Linked DNA regions of Gossypium hirsutum: all the other regions are linked to region 2. A link is a contact called in public Hi-C data. All regions are on one chromosome and are shown on one strand. The core of a region is the stretch at or near the end of the contact, and the rest is flanking DNA. Distances in the headings are between cores, read along the strand shown.

What was found. Hi-C and Micro-C count contacts between places; a contact is called where the count stands out from the background.
Region 1: a Hi-C map of leaf shows a contact between it and region 2, with 2.6 times the contacts expected there. The contact joins the promoter of LOC107896850 here to the promoter of LOC107896882 in region 2. A contact is called at or near these places in 2 of 34 Hi-C or Micro-C datasets (callus and leaf).
Region 3: a contact with region 2 is called in a Hi-C map of leaf, with 4 times the contacts expected there. The contact joins the enhancer-like site here to the promoter of LOC107896882 in region 2. A contact is called at or near these places in 7 of 34 Hi-C or Micro-C datasets (anther, hypocotyl and leaf).

The regions. Positions count from the first base shown.
Region 1 is chrA10:88,625,417-88,629,580 of Gossypium_hirsutum_v2.1, forward strand. LOC107896850 (transcription elongation factor TFIIS) reads right to left here and starts at 1,557. Exons shown (of 2, transcript XM_016822146.2): 1 at 1,080-1,557; 2 at 1-20. The coding sequence starts at 1,235.
Region 2 is chrA10:89,132,970-89,137,184 of Gossypium_hirsutum_v2.1, forward strand. LOC107896882 (actin-related protein 2/3 complex subunit 1A) reads left to right here and starts at 2,347. Exons shown (of 15, transcript XM_016822180.2): 1 at 2,347-2,634; 2 at 3,053-3,138; 3 at 4,181-4,215. The coding sequence starts at 2,565.
Region 3 is chrA10:89,451,135-89,455,216 of Gossypium_hirsutum_v2.1, forward strand. No RefSeq gene overlaps it. Among protein-coding and RNA genes, the nearest start is that of LOC121208361, 5.8 kb to the right of the region's middle. Within about 2 kb of position 2,832, at least 5 of the 9 cell types and tissues checked have an H3K27ac peak or open chromatin away from gene starts, as enhancers often do. A contact at or near this core is called in leaf, where this site is marked.

The DNA of each region.
Region 1 (4,164 bases), core at 307-2,806, 510 kb before region 2:
GATCGAAGCCTTTTCCCAACCTGTAATATATATAGGGGATCAATTTTTCTTAAGTTTACAGATTCAACGACATACACATAACAAGATACGTAACCACATGGAGAAGAAGGTTATATCGAAACCATGATCGTAAAGCTATCAAACAACCTGTTTTTCATTCATTAAAATTCTAAAATTACAAGACAGAATAGCTTGTAACAGGCTCAATAGTTAACAAAATAGGATGCTAAAAAGGTGGATGGAGAATAAAGGAAAGAAACATTCTGCTAACTTACTTGTGGCAGAACGTGCCATTAAGTTTGAGGGCCTACCTAAATTTTTCAAAAAAAAAATTTAGGGGCTTAATAAGAATTTTTATAAATTTTAGGGGTTTAATTAAATTTTTTTTTTTAAGATGAATGAAAATTTTCAAAAATTTTGGAACCTCTAATTAAGTTTTTTAAAACTTTTGAAAGATTGAACTAGAATTTATAAAAAATTTGAGAAAGTTTAATTAAAATATTTGAAAATTTTAAAGTGTATAATAAAAATTTTGGGAAATTTGGGGGCATGAGGTTCCGCCCTTAGGGAGAAAACTGAGAAGAAACGAAATGTGATGGCGTGTGATTTGCCCACCAAGCCAGGATTGATTTGATTTGTTATTTTATACTCCACTATCAATCCTCCCACTATGACCTCCCCAATCTTTGATTAAAATAAATATATTTGACTAATTGAGAGAACCCTATCCCCTACACTTCTCTACCATAAAAGAGGAACCTTCCTCTGGGAATAACCATATACATCTTAAATGCTCCTACATTTAGCAAATGAAGCAGCGCCATTCATCTGTCCCACAATCTAAAAGCCGAAATCAAAATATTATAAACTGCACTGCTTGTTTGCTACCATTTCAAGAGAAAAGAAAAAGCTAATTTCTCAACCATGCAGTTAAAGGAATTAAATTTCTCTCCTAATCTACTGTCACAAAATGAAAGCAAAGAAAAGCCCAGCTATAAGAATGTTGATTCATGAGATCTCAAATAAATAAAGAAATCTATATTAATGGAATGCGGGTGAAAAGAGAAGAAAAAAAATACCTGAGTAGAAACAAGAATATCGTAAGAGACAGGGAAAGCCCTGAGCTGCTTCAAGGCATCGACGCATCGGGAAACCTCGGAAACGGCGTCGGAGGCAGCGGCTAAATCAGCCGCTTTCTTGGCAGCTTCGAACAAATCCACCAGCTCCCTCTCCATTCGCCAAAATAAACCTACAGTTCAAAACTTAAAAAAGAAAGATAAGAAAAGCTATGCTTCACATTTTATAAGGATGTTTTGAGATAGACCGAAGCCAACAAGATCAAGGATACAAGTGGTGTTTTGGACTTTCTGGTTTAGTTTAATTGGACCAGAACTGGGTCAACATCAAGGCAGAAACTTTGGGGGAAGGTTTCTTGAAATACGGATTATCGTTCTCAGACGTCCGTTGATCTGAAGGGAACCGACGGTCTCTCATCATTTGGGCTTTCTTCTACACTGCTGGGCTGTTACATCTGTTTTTAGACTCTCCTAGTATTAGTAATCAATTAAGATGATTTAATTACTAGTCATTTTCAATCACTGCTGATCTTAAATTTGAAAAAAATATAAATATATAATACCCAAAATAATTATAAAATTAATGGAAATTTTTATAGAGTAAATATTTTTTGTTATTTAAAAGATTAAAAATATGGATAGAGTGATTAAACAACAATAAAGTTTATGAAAGTGATATTTTCTAAACCACCGTTAAATTCATCCGCGATTCTTTGGCACGTTTTTCCATCTGTCTTTTTGACATGGTTTTTTAGTTTTTTCTTTTTAGTTTTTGCTCAGCTTTTCAAATTGAGATAGTGCATCAATGAAGGATAAGATGGCGAATCTGAATCTTGATGACGAGGAGGAAGAGGTTTTTTAGGAGAAAACGATTGAGTCTAAAGAAGACTTTCACTTTTGTTTGGTTGGCAGTTGCTTAACAGATAGTGTAGTCTATTTTTCGTCTTTAAGAAACACCATGGCTGATTTATGGCACCTTATTGGGGGCATTGCTATTACTGATCTAGATGAGAAGCGTTACTTATTTAAGTTCTTTTATGAAGTTTATCTGAATAGGATTATAGAAGGAATGCCATGGTTTTTCAATAACCATTTATTGATGATGCACAAGTTACAGACAAGAGAGGATCCGCTAACGTTACCTCTCAACCATGTTGAGTTTTGGGTCCAAATCCATGACTTGTCACTGAGCCTTATGTCAGAAATAATGGCACGACGTGTTGGATCTTTCTTGGGGGATTTTTTTTGTCTATGATACAATGGTTCCTTCTCTAGGGATGAAACGGTACATGAGGCTAAAGGTTTGCTTAGATATGCAATTGGCCTTTAAACAAAAAAAGAAGGTTATGTTGGGTGACTGAGTGTTTTATGCTAGGTTTTAATATGAAAAACATAGCTTATTTTGTTTCATCTGTGGAAAACTTGGTCATGATGAAAGTTTCTATCTGGTGAAGGTAAGGGTGGATTCATCATAGATTTTTTTCAGATGGGATATTACTTTGCGAGCTCCAACAAGAAGGGGTTCGATGGGAGTTAGCCGTTGGTTGTGCAAATTAGATGGAACGAGAAGTCAAAGTCTGGATAAGGAAATAGAACTTATCTTGTGCAATTTTGGAGATTTTCTAAGGAATCTTTATCCTAATCTCAATCATAATCAATCAGGCTCCACTAATGAAGGGATGTTGTTGGGAATCTATGGCATTACTACAAAGGGATTTGGGCCTAGTGGTTTTGAGCCATCTGTTGCTGGGCTTTGGAGATATGATCAGATAAAACTAGTCCTATCCAAGTAGAAGATGGGAAGAAAAAACAACAGACGTTGTGAAGCACATCCAAAGTTTTTCTTCTAAGAGAAACCGAGTGCCAAACGACAATGAAGAGGCATCAGCTGGCTCTGCTAGGTAGGGTAGTTGGCCACAATGAAAACTTTTAATTGGAATGTCCATGAGTTGGGGAAGCCACGGGCAATTCATTGTTTCAGGAATAAACTGAGAGAAATTTGTCCCAACTTTTGTTTTTGATGGAACACAAAATCAATGCAAGAAGGATGAAAAGTGTTAGGATGAATTGTGGTTTTCCAAATGGTATCGATGTAGGAGCTGAGGGATCTAAAGGCGGTTTCTCATTAGGTTGGAGGCAACATGATATGGTCATTTTACAGAGTTATTCGCAGCACCATATAGATGTAGTAGTTTATGAAGAACAAGATAGTTTGATGTGGTACTTTACCGGTTTTTATAGGCATCTAGATGAAAGATTCAGTAACACTTAGGAGCTTTTTCGTCAGTTGGGTTAAGATTAAACTCTTATGTGGTTAGTTGTTGGGGATTTCAATGAGATTGCTTTCTTTTTAAAGAAGAAGGGTGATTGTATCTATGCAGAGAAAAATATGGAAGCTTTTCGTACTGCTTTACTTGATTACGATCTTAGTGATTTGGGTTTTACAAGGAGATGATTCACTTGGGAGAGAGGGTAATTTGCTACAAACAATATTCGAGAAAAACTTGATAGGAGGTTGCAAACTCGTCGTGGTGGAGTAAGTTTCTAGAATTTTCTATTGCACATTTGAGCCATTCTTTTTCTACCTATTGCCTGGTTTTGATGGATACGAGAGGCCGAAGTAACACAAGGCATGGGAAAGGAAAAATGGAATTTAGATTTGATGCAGGCTGGTGTCTAAAGGGATCGTGTAAGAATGAAATTCGGGATTATTAGGCATCAGTAACAGAAAACTTACCGGTAAAGTTTGAAGGTGTCACACCCCAAACCTGGCCCAGACGTTATGGCTGAATCAGGTGACGTCACATGTTATGGAGTTTGAAGTCAGATTTGATGAGTTAAAACCGTTCCAGTTACTTAATCTTTATTTTATCACGGAGTAGAAATATATGGTCTTTGTTGTGATTAAAACGTAACTCTTTTTCGCGGAAGCTTTAGAAACATTCTATTTTAGGAAAAACCGTTTTTATTTACGAAAAGCTTAGTTTTTAGGAAAATCGAGTTTTGATGAGTTGTAATTTAAATAATCATAAAATTCTATAAAGTCCCGAATTAAAACCAAATAGTCCAAGTCCAGAATTACATCAAA
Region 2 (4,215 bases), core at 1,097-3,596:
TGTGACGTCGGACATCAATGTATGTCTCCATGACGAGAAATGGCATGTAATGTCATGTTAAGACTATGAGCCCTACCGTCTCAACGAGGCCAAACAGTGAGTGACGTTGCGACGTCGAGTTGACTGATGTAATGACGTGACAAACTGTTTGGTGACATTACAACTTGGTAATGTTAACGTCATGATGCCCATATTGTGTTTTGTAAATTTTACGATTCAGTCCTAATTTGATTTTAGGTTAACTTAAAAGCTTCTGTAAGCTCGTTTAGGACCTGAGAATGATTCCATATTGTATTGTTTGTTTAAAATTTTTATGAATATTAGCTTGATGATGTGAATTCATATTTAATTTAATCATAGTTGCTTCAACAAAAAAGTTGGCATACTGTAGCTCGGACCTGAAGATCGAGTCGGGTATAGGTGTTACAGGTCATCTACTAATACAAGTTGTCTTTCCATATTACAATCCGACCATGTAATATCACTTAGTATTAGTTAAACGTTAGGTAACCATTGAGCCAATATTTGCTTTCATTTTGCTTTGCATAAAAAAACTATTGAAGACAATATACAATGATATTAAACCAATTTTTTTGAAAAAATACAAGTGTACATAGCCAAAAATACTACACTTAGGACACCAGATCCAACACTAACGTCATACTTCATGAATGATCTTTTCTTATACAATGAGCAAGGCATTAACGTCACGGCCTCAGGTTTCTACATTGTGACTTTAGGAAACGACACCTCGACTTTAGCATTTCACGTCGCAGTGTCACTCGCTGTTTGGCACGATCCTTATAGCTTGATCAGTCAACATTGTGCCTTTGGCTTCCTAACGTTGTGGCGTTGCATAGGACGTTTGGTTCTTCAAATCCAAACAATTAGCGTGGTCATGACCTCCAATCTTTTAACGTCACTACCTCAACCTTGGTCACCTTATGCCATTTTAGTCCTCCACATCGCGACGTCAAGCAAATCAATGCTGGGGCATGACTTTCTATTTGTCAAGCCTTCAAACCTTTATGTCCTTAGTCTTCCAGTCATCAACACATTATCAAAAACACAATTTATGCATCGTATATTACCAAAACTCTAAAATAACATCAAAATAATAAAAGTGACACAAAACACAAGCATATCCATTAATGACCTAAAACATGATTTGACCTTAAAACAATTCAATTTCACTCAAAAGTAAGCTAAAACAAGCATGAGAGGACAATAATTAGATATACATAATTATCCCTTATCAATCACCTAACTTTCATAAATTTTCAGTTTAGGTATCGAAAATAAAAATTTTGTAAATGGGCACTATCATTACATACAATTATCATTTTAGTCACCGCTGTTACATACTTTTATCATTTTAATAACCCAACTTTAGTACATTTTCATCTTGGTCATTCATTTTATCTTTTTAATTTTCTTTATTTTTTCATTTTTAAGAATCAATTTTAGTTTTTTTAGAAAGGGGAAAAACCTGGTTATTATAGGGGAAAATTTGGGTTAGAAATATAATTTTTTATTTTTAATTTTCTTTGGTTTTTTTTTTCTTTTTAGAATTAATTTTAGTTTTTTTCTTAGCGAGAGGGAAGGGAAAATATGGGGTTTATAGGGAATTACCTTAGTTATTATAGGATAAACTTAGTTTGTTACAAGAAAACCAATTTATCTTTTCATTTCCATATTATTTTTCCCTTTTTAGAATTTTTTTTATAGTAAAAGGGAAAACCAATGTTTTATAGGAAATTATTTTGTTATTTATAGGAAATTACATTTTATCTTTTAATTTCCTTTATCTTTTTTTGAAATTAATTTTAATTTTTTTCAGTAAAGGAAAAGCTTGGGGGGTTTACAAGCAATTACTTAAATTTTTATAGGAAAAATATGAGTTTTTACATGGAATTAAGTTACCAGTGAAAAGATGAAATTAAGTTATTAGTGAAAAGCTTGGGTTTCATCTCATAGCGGAATAACTTAATTTATTGTCAAACCTATATTTTCTTTGAAAAAAATTAATTTTAAAAAGAAAATAAGTGATTAAAATGAAAATTTATTAAAGTTGAGTGATTAAAATGAGTATATGCAATGGTAAATTAAAGGCCAGTGGCTAAAATGATAAAAGTATGTAATGAAAGTGACTACAATGATATATGTAATGGCAATGCCCATATTGCAAACTTTTTAATTTTGGTGCCTAAAATGAAAATTTATGAAAGTTAAGTGACCAATTGTGTAGTTTATCAAAAAATGAAATGAGGTAATGGAGAAAAAAATGAGAAGTGGAAACTATAAGGGCTAAATGAATGTTTAGCCCATAATTCAACCTGCTGAAAAGAAAAAAACAAAATCTAAAAATCCCCAAAGTCGACGGGTGAGAACTTGTCCAATCGCACCTCTATTGGTATTTGGTATCTAGTCTAGTCTTTCAAGCTTTCCGTTTGTTAACAGAGACTTTAAACCGAAGCTGAGATCGCTTCACAGTTCTTTCTCTTCTCCAGAGATCTCTCTCCATCTCATTCGGAGCTCAATATATCAAATTCATCAGCTTAAAAATGGCGGCCGTCGCCGTTCACCAGTTCGCTCAGTGCATCACTTGCCATGCTTGGAGTCCCGATCACTCCAGTAAATTCATTCATTCTTTTAATTTGTTTCTGTCGAAATTCCATTCCCTCTCTTCATCTTTATGTTTCGGTTGGTTGCTGTGAAAATGTAGGAAATAAAAGAATGTATATATTTGAGTTAAATGTTATTGTGATGTGATATTTGTCTTAGAAATGTAAAATTGAAGAGGAAAATGAAATTAATGGTCAATTTACTCTTTCTTTACATTACTTTCTCATTCTATATTGCTCCATTTTTTGGTGATATGCTGGATTTAGAACTAATGATACATGTTTAATTAAAATGATGCGTGTTTTTAGAACTTTTTTTTTGTTTTGAGAATTTTAGAACTAATGATTTGGTTCTGTTTATTTTAAATTGCATGAGATATTGTTTTCTGTGTTTTCTACATATTTAATTCACTTTCTCTTGCCTGCAGTGGTAGCATTATGCCCAAATAATAATGAGGTTCACATTTATAGATTGGTGAATGACAAGTGGGAGAAAGTTCATGTTCTTCAGAAGGTACTTTATCAAAAATTTTCCCCTATAGACCACCAAGTTATGATTTAGTCCTATTATCTATGCTGTATGTCTTAACTCATCTCCAATAGTTATTTGAAGTTTCATTTTGGAGTCATGTTGTGTGGTACTTTTGGAACACATCAATTTGCAAATTGGATATGACTAGAAGTCTAGAACCTAGGTTGAAGCCTCTCTTTAACTAAGAATAAAAATGTTTCTTGAAAAGGAAAATATGAGATGACATGATGGTTTCTTGTCTGAAATCTTAGCCTTTCTTAGTAAGTAAATAGAAGCACTGCCACAGCATGGAGGTCTGATGAATTTTTGGGTTTCAACCTATGGTATGATATTAGTCTGCCTTTTTACCTCTTTTACCTTTAACTGGACCGGAAAGCTCTATAAACCAAAGTTGGGAATTCTAAAGCAACCGGGAGATTTATTAGATTAGGTTCTGAATTGTGTGATGGGGATTACAGTAGTTGTGATAAAGCTAAAATTTAAAAGGCGAGAACAAAGAGTAGCAGCCTATGATGAGATTAGTTCAAGAAAAAAAAAGCCATGATGAGATCCAAGATTCCCAAACTCATTGCAAAGTCTTGTCCGGACTGCAAATGATTGGAAATAAATTGTACTGATATTTTATAATACTTTTGATTCTTTAAATGTGCCCATGCTAGAATTGTTGGATATGCCTTAGAACAAGTTAAAAGGTGACTAGGTGAGATAGACCAAGTTATAATGGAAGCACTTTAAACTACGGATGTTGAGCATAACACTAAAACATGAGGACCTCCACAGTCTAAATAATCCACTCTTTTCGTGTTGAAGACAACAAGGCTGTTTAGTCTTCTTGTTCTTTTGGAAGGAAATTCTATCCTAGCATCATGTTTAGTTACTTATTTTTCTTCTTATAAAATGAAAATTTATCTGGGTGTTGAAGTGACTACATTGAAGGATGTTGATGCATTTCTTTGTTAAGTTTTGTTTGTTTTATGTTTGATTTTTGATCAATATGATTTTTTTTTATGTCAAATTTTCACAGCATGATCAAATTGTTTCTGGGATAGACTGGAGTGG
Region 3 (4,082 bases), core at 1,582-4,081, 320 kb after region 2:
TATGTAGGTACGATAATTTGATATTTACTTGTCATTTTATTACTTGATAACAATTGTGTACACTTGCACATTTCCGTCATTCCACTATTTCAATTGTTGAACATAATCATTCTCTATTCGAGATTCCATAAAGTAGGATTGTTGATCCAAACTTAACAAATATTATGTTATTTCTCTTCTTACTTTGCTTCTTATTTTACCTTTTTATATTAATTTTTCTATCCCAACATATAATTGAAACATCCACAAATTGAAAGCTTTTTTTTTTTTGCTTTATTCGATCTGTTCTATTGTAAAAAAAAAAAATAGAACAACGTTCAAAAGTTTAACATTACAGCACTCCAAAAGAAAACACATTCAATCAGTAACAGACCTATGTTTACATCAAAGTAATAGCTCACCACCAAGCTTTAACCATTTCCTCACGATTTATACCTGCAATCACCAAGGAAGATTTCATTTCGTTTCCATTCTTTTCTGCCATCGAAAAAACAACATTTCCTACCTTCTCAATGTCTCTTTCAATTTCTGCAAAAGTTGCTTGAAGAGACCATGGTCTCATTGACTTATTTGCACACCAATTAACACTGCTATTGAACCAAGTTCTATAAATAGAGAATCATTTAGCTTCCATTTCATATCTAAAAATACTTCCAATGCTACCATCACTGGGCTAATCTCTACCAAATCAGTATCATTTGCTACTACAGAACCTAAAAATAAAGCTCTTGTGACTCCCTCATTATCTCTCAAGACACCGGAATGAGTGTGATAAATGATGAATTGATACTCTTCTCAAGCTTTCCTAATATGAAAAAATTAGACATCAATCTAAATAGATCCTCCTTTACAATCTCCCAACTTTTTCTAAAAAAACACAGATTAAGACCATCTGGTCCAGGTGCTTTCGATTCATCACAATGCCAAACAGCCTCTTTAATATCATCTATCAAAAATGGTTCCTCTACTCTCAAAGCCATCTCCCCATTAAGTATTCTGAACTTCAGATCCAATTCCATTTTCCACTTTCTTGCTAGGCAATTAAAATAATTTTTGAAAAAATTGTACAGTCCCTATTTTATCTCCTTAGGTTCCTTGTACCAATGACCCCCAATTTTCAAGCTGTACACCATCTTTATTTTAGCCTTTATTTTAACTGTTCTATGGAAAAAAAGCACAATTAGCATTCCCTTCTTTTAACCATGTCATCCTTGATTTTTGACGCCAAATAAATTCTTTAAATTTAATTGCTTCCCAAAGTTCGACATTCAAATTTTTTAATTCCTTCATTTCTTGCTCGGTCAACATTCTATGTTCGCTAGCTTCATCAATCTCCTTTATCCTATCTTCGCTTTCTATAATTCTTTTTTCCAAAACATTGCTAGCACCCACATTCCATTTCTTGAGAACTCCCTTGAGTTTTACTGCCATTTGCCCTTTTAAACTACCCATTCCCGACCATTCATTCTCAATTAGTCTCCTACAATCTTGCTTTTTAAACCATGCATTAACTAACTTGAAAGGTCTTGGTCCTCAGTCGATTGTTTCATTTACCAACAAAACTAGTATGTGATCCGATATCGTTCTGTTTAGTCCTTGCTGTTGTAAGTCTTTCAATTGAACCAACCATTCTTCCTCTAGTAAAAATCTATCAAGTCTACTACGTCTATTGTCCGGACCAATCCATGTGAACTTTTTCCCCAATAACGGCAAATCTTCCAATTTACATCTATCAATAAAGTCACCAAACTCCTTTGACCCCTTCTTTATGCCCGAACAGATGATTCGTTCACTTCTATTTCTCACCATGTTAAAATCCCCACCTACTATCCATGCATTACTAAATTTACTTCTAAACCCATATAGATCTTCCCAAAGAATTTTTTGATCTGACAGATTGTTAGGAGCATATACATTAATCAATACTGCCTTCATCCTTTCACACACCTACTTTCCTTCAATTACAATAAATTTGTTCCCACTAAACTCCATATTGGTTGTAAACATACCTTTATCCCATATTGTTATCAATCCTCCTTACCTTTCTATTGCAGCTGCAAATTTAAATTCAAAATAGTCATCGCCCCAAAATTTTCTAACTAAATCCATTGACACCATTTCTAACTTAGTTTCTTGAAGGAAGCAGACATTTGCCATAGTCTTTCTCACTAATCTATTGACAGCTTCTATTTTAGCTACAGGCCCCAACCCTTTGATATTCCAGGAGACAAATCTCATATTTCCAATCGAACTAATTAAATAAAGTAAAATCCAGTAAACCAGCCACTCACCAATTATCCTGAATTCCTCCTCCCTCTGTCTTTGATAGCTCCCTATTGCTGCCCTTCAATCCTCATTATCTCTTCGATTACTATCTCCTCATCGCCTTGGACACTAAACCCCAATTTTTTCCCCACCTCCCACGTCTTCTTCGCTTCTTTAACAATGACTTTTCTTCTGTTACTGATGTCTGAGTCCGATAACGATAGGTTTGCTATGCTTTCGTCGTTCCTGGAATCCCCATTTCCCTTTAATTTTCTCATTCCCCTATCTCTCTTCAGCTTTTCTTTTGTTGTGAGCACTGTATCCTGAATCTTCTGCATAAATCTAATTCTCTCATTCAACACTTTCTTATTTCTTTTGTTTTGTCTTATTTGGAAAAGTTCCTCTTCAAGTTCAGATGCTGCAACCCGATCCCTTGGTTCCTCTATTTCTTATAAAAATGTTGAATTTTGATTTAACTTTGGGTTCCCTTCATTGATTGGAATCTGCATTTCTTTCTCATTTAAGTCCATTTCATTGCCCTCAACTATTTGTGTTTCTAGCCCTTTATTCTGATCCAATACCAATACTGAGCCCATAGTAATTAAATCTTCTTGACCCTGATCCGTCAAGGCTTCAATAGCCTCCCCTTTGAAAGCTTTTTCAATAAATAATACAAATGTAATTTCAAAAATAATTTAGATAGAAACATGATGAAGTCGTCAAAATGGGTGGAACATTTGAAAAGTTAAGCTAATTTAATTGACAAGAACATGAAGAAAATGTATTGTAGATAAGATTTTTAAGCAAGAAACGTGAACCAATGCTTCTTGCAGATTTTTTCTTTAATATTATCAGTTTGCCTCAGAGACTTAAGTCTGATATCCATATAAATATGTCTTGTGTCCAAGAGAATCAGAAATGGAGTAAATATGAGACTTGAATATTATATTTTTGTTGCATTCATTTCCCCTTTTTCCATTAAGTTGAAGCTTTCAATTAAGGTGCCAGTAAACTTAGGCTAGATAAAGACTAGCATTGGGAGACGTCTAATATAACTTATAGACTATATATTTGCTCTATGCTTCTTGGTGAAGGCTAGCACATTGACTGAATTATATCAATGACAATGGATAGGTTTTGAATAAAGCAGCCTGGTTCTCTTAGGTTGTATATGTTAATGCTGAAAGATTAGTTCGATAAGTATATGCAATTGTTTTAAAAAATTTTAATTTATTTAAATAATATTACATTATACTTATATTTGAATATTTGTATACGAACAAATACAAATACTCTAGAAAACTTAAAGGTTATATAACATGGTTTCTATAGAAAAACAGATCAAAGCTTTCTAAATTTTTCCTTCCTTCTTCAGCGGTTTAATCAACAAAAAGTGCTCCCCAGAGATGCTTGTTTAACAGCTAACTGTTTAAAAAAAAAATTGTGATATAAATTGATTTGTTGAGCAAACCTTTGAACAACTTGTCAAGAAATAAACAGACTTCAAATCTCTAAAATTTAGATGAAAGTGATGGGGTTTATCAAATCTGACTTAAAATCATAGTTATCTATCTTTTATTTCGTATGCCAAGATTTGTAATTACCCTATTTATAATATTAATTTCAAGATTCTAACTAATATTATCATAAAAAGATGTGAAATTTTGTCTCCTTTTGGCATTAGAGAAATGATTAAAACTGTGTCATAATATGTATTATATAATTAGACATTAAATAAAAAATAATTTATATAAATTTAAACTTGAAATTAGAAAGATAAATAAAAACATTAATAAAAAATAAGATTTTTAAAATAT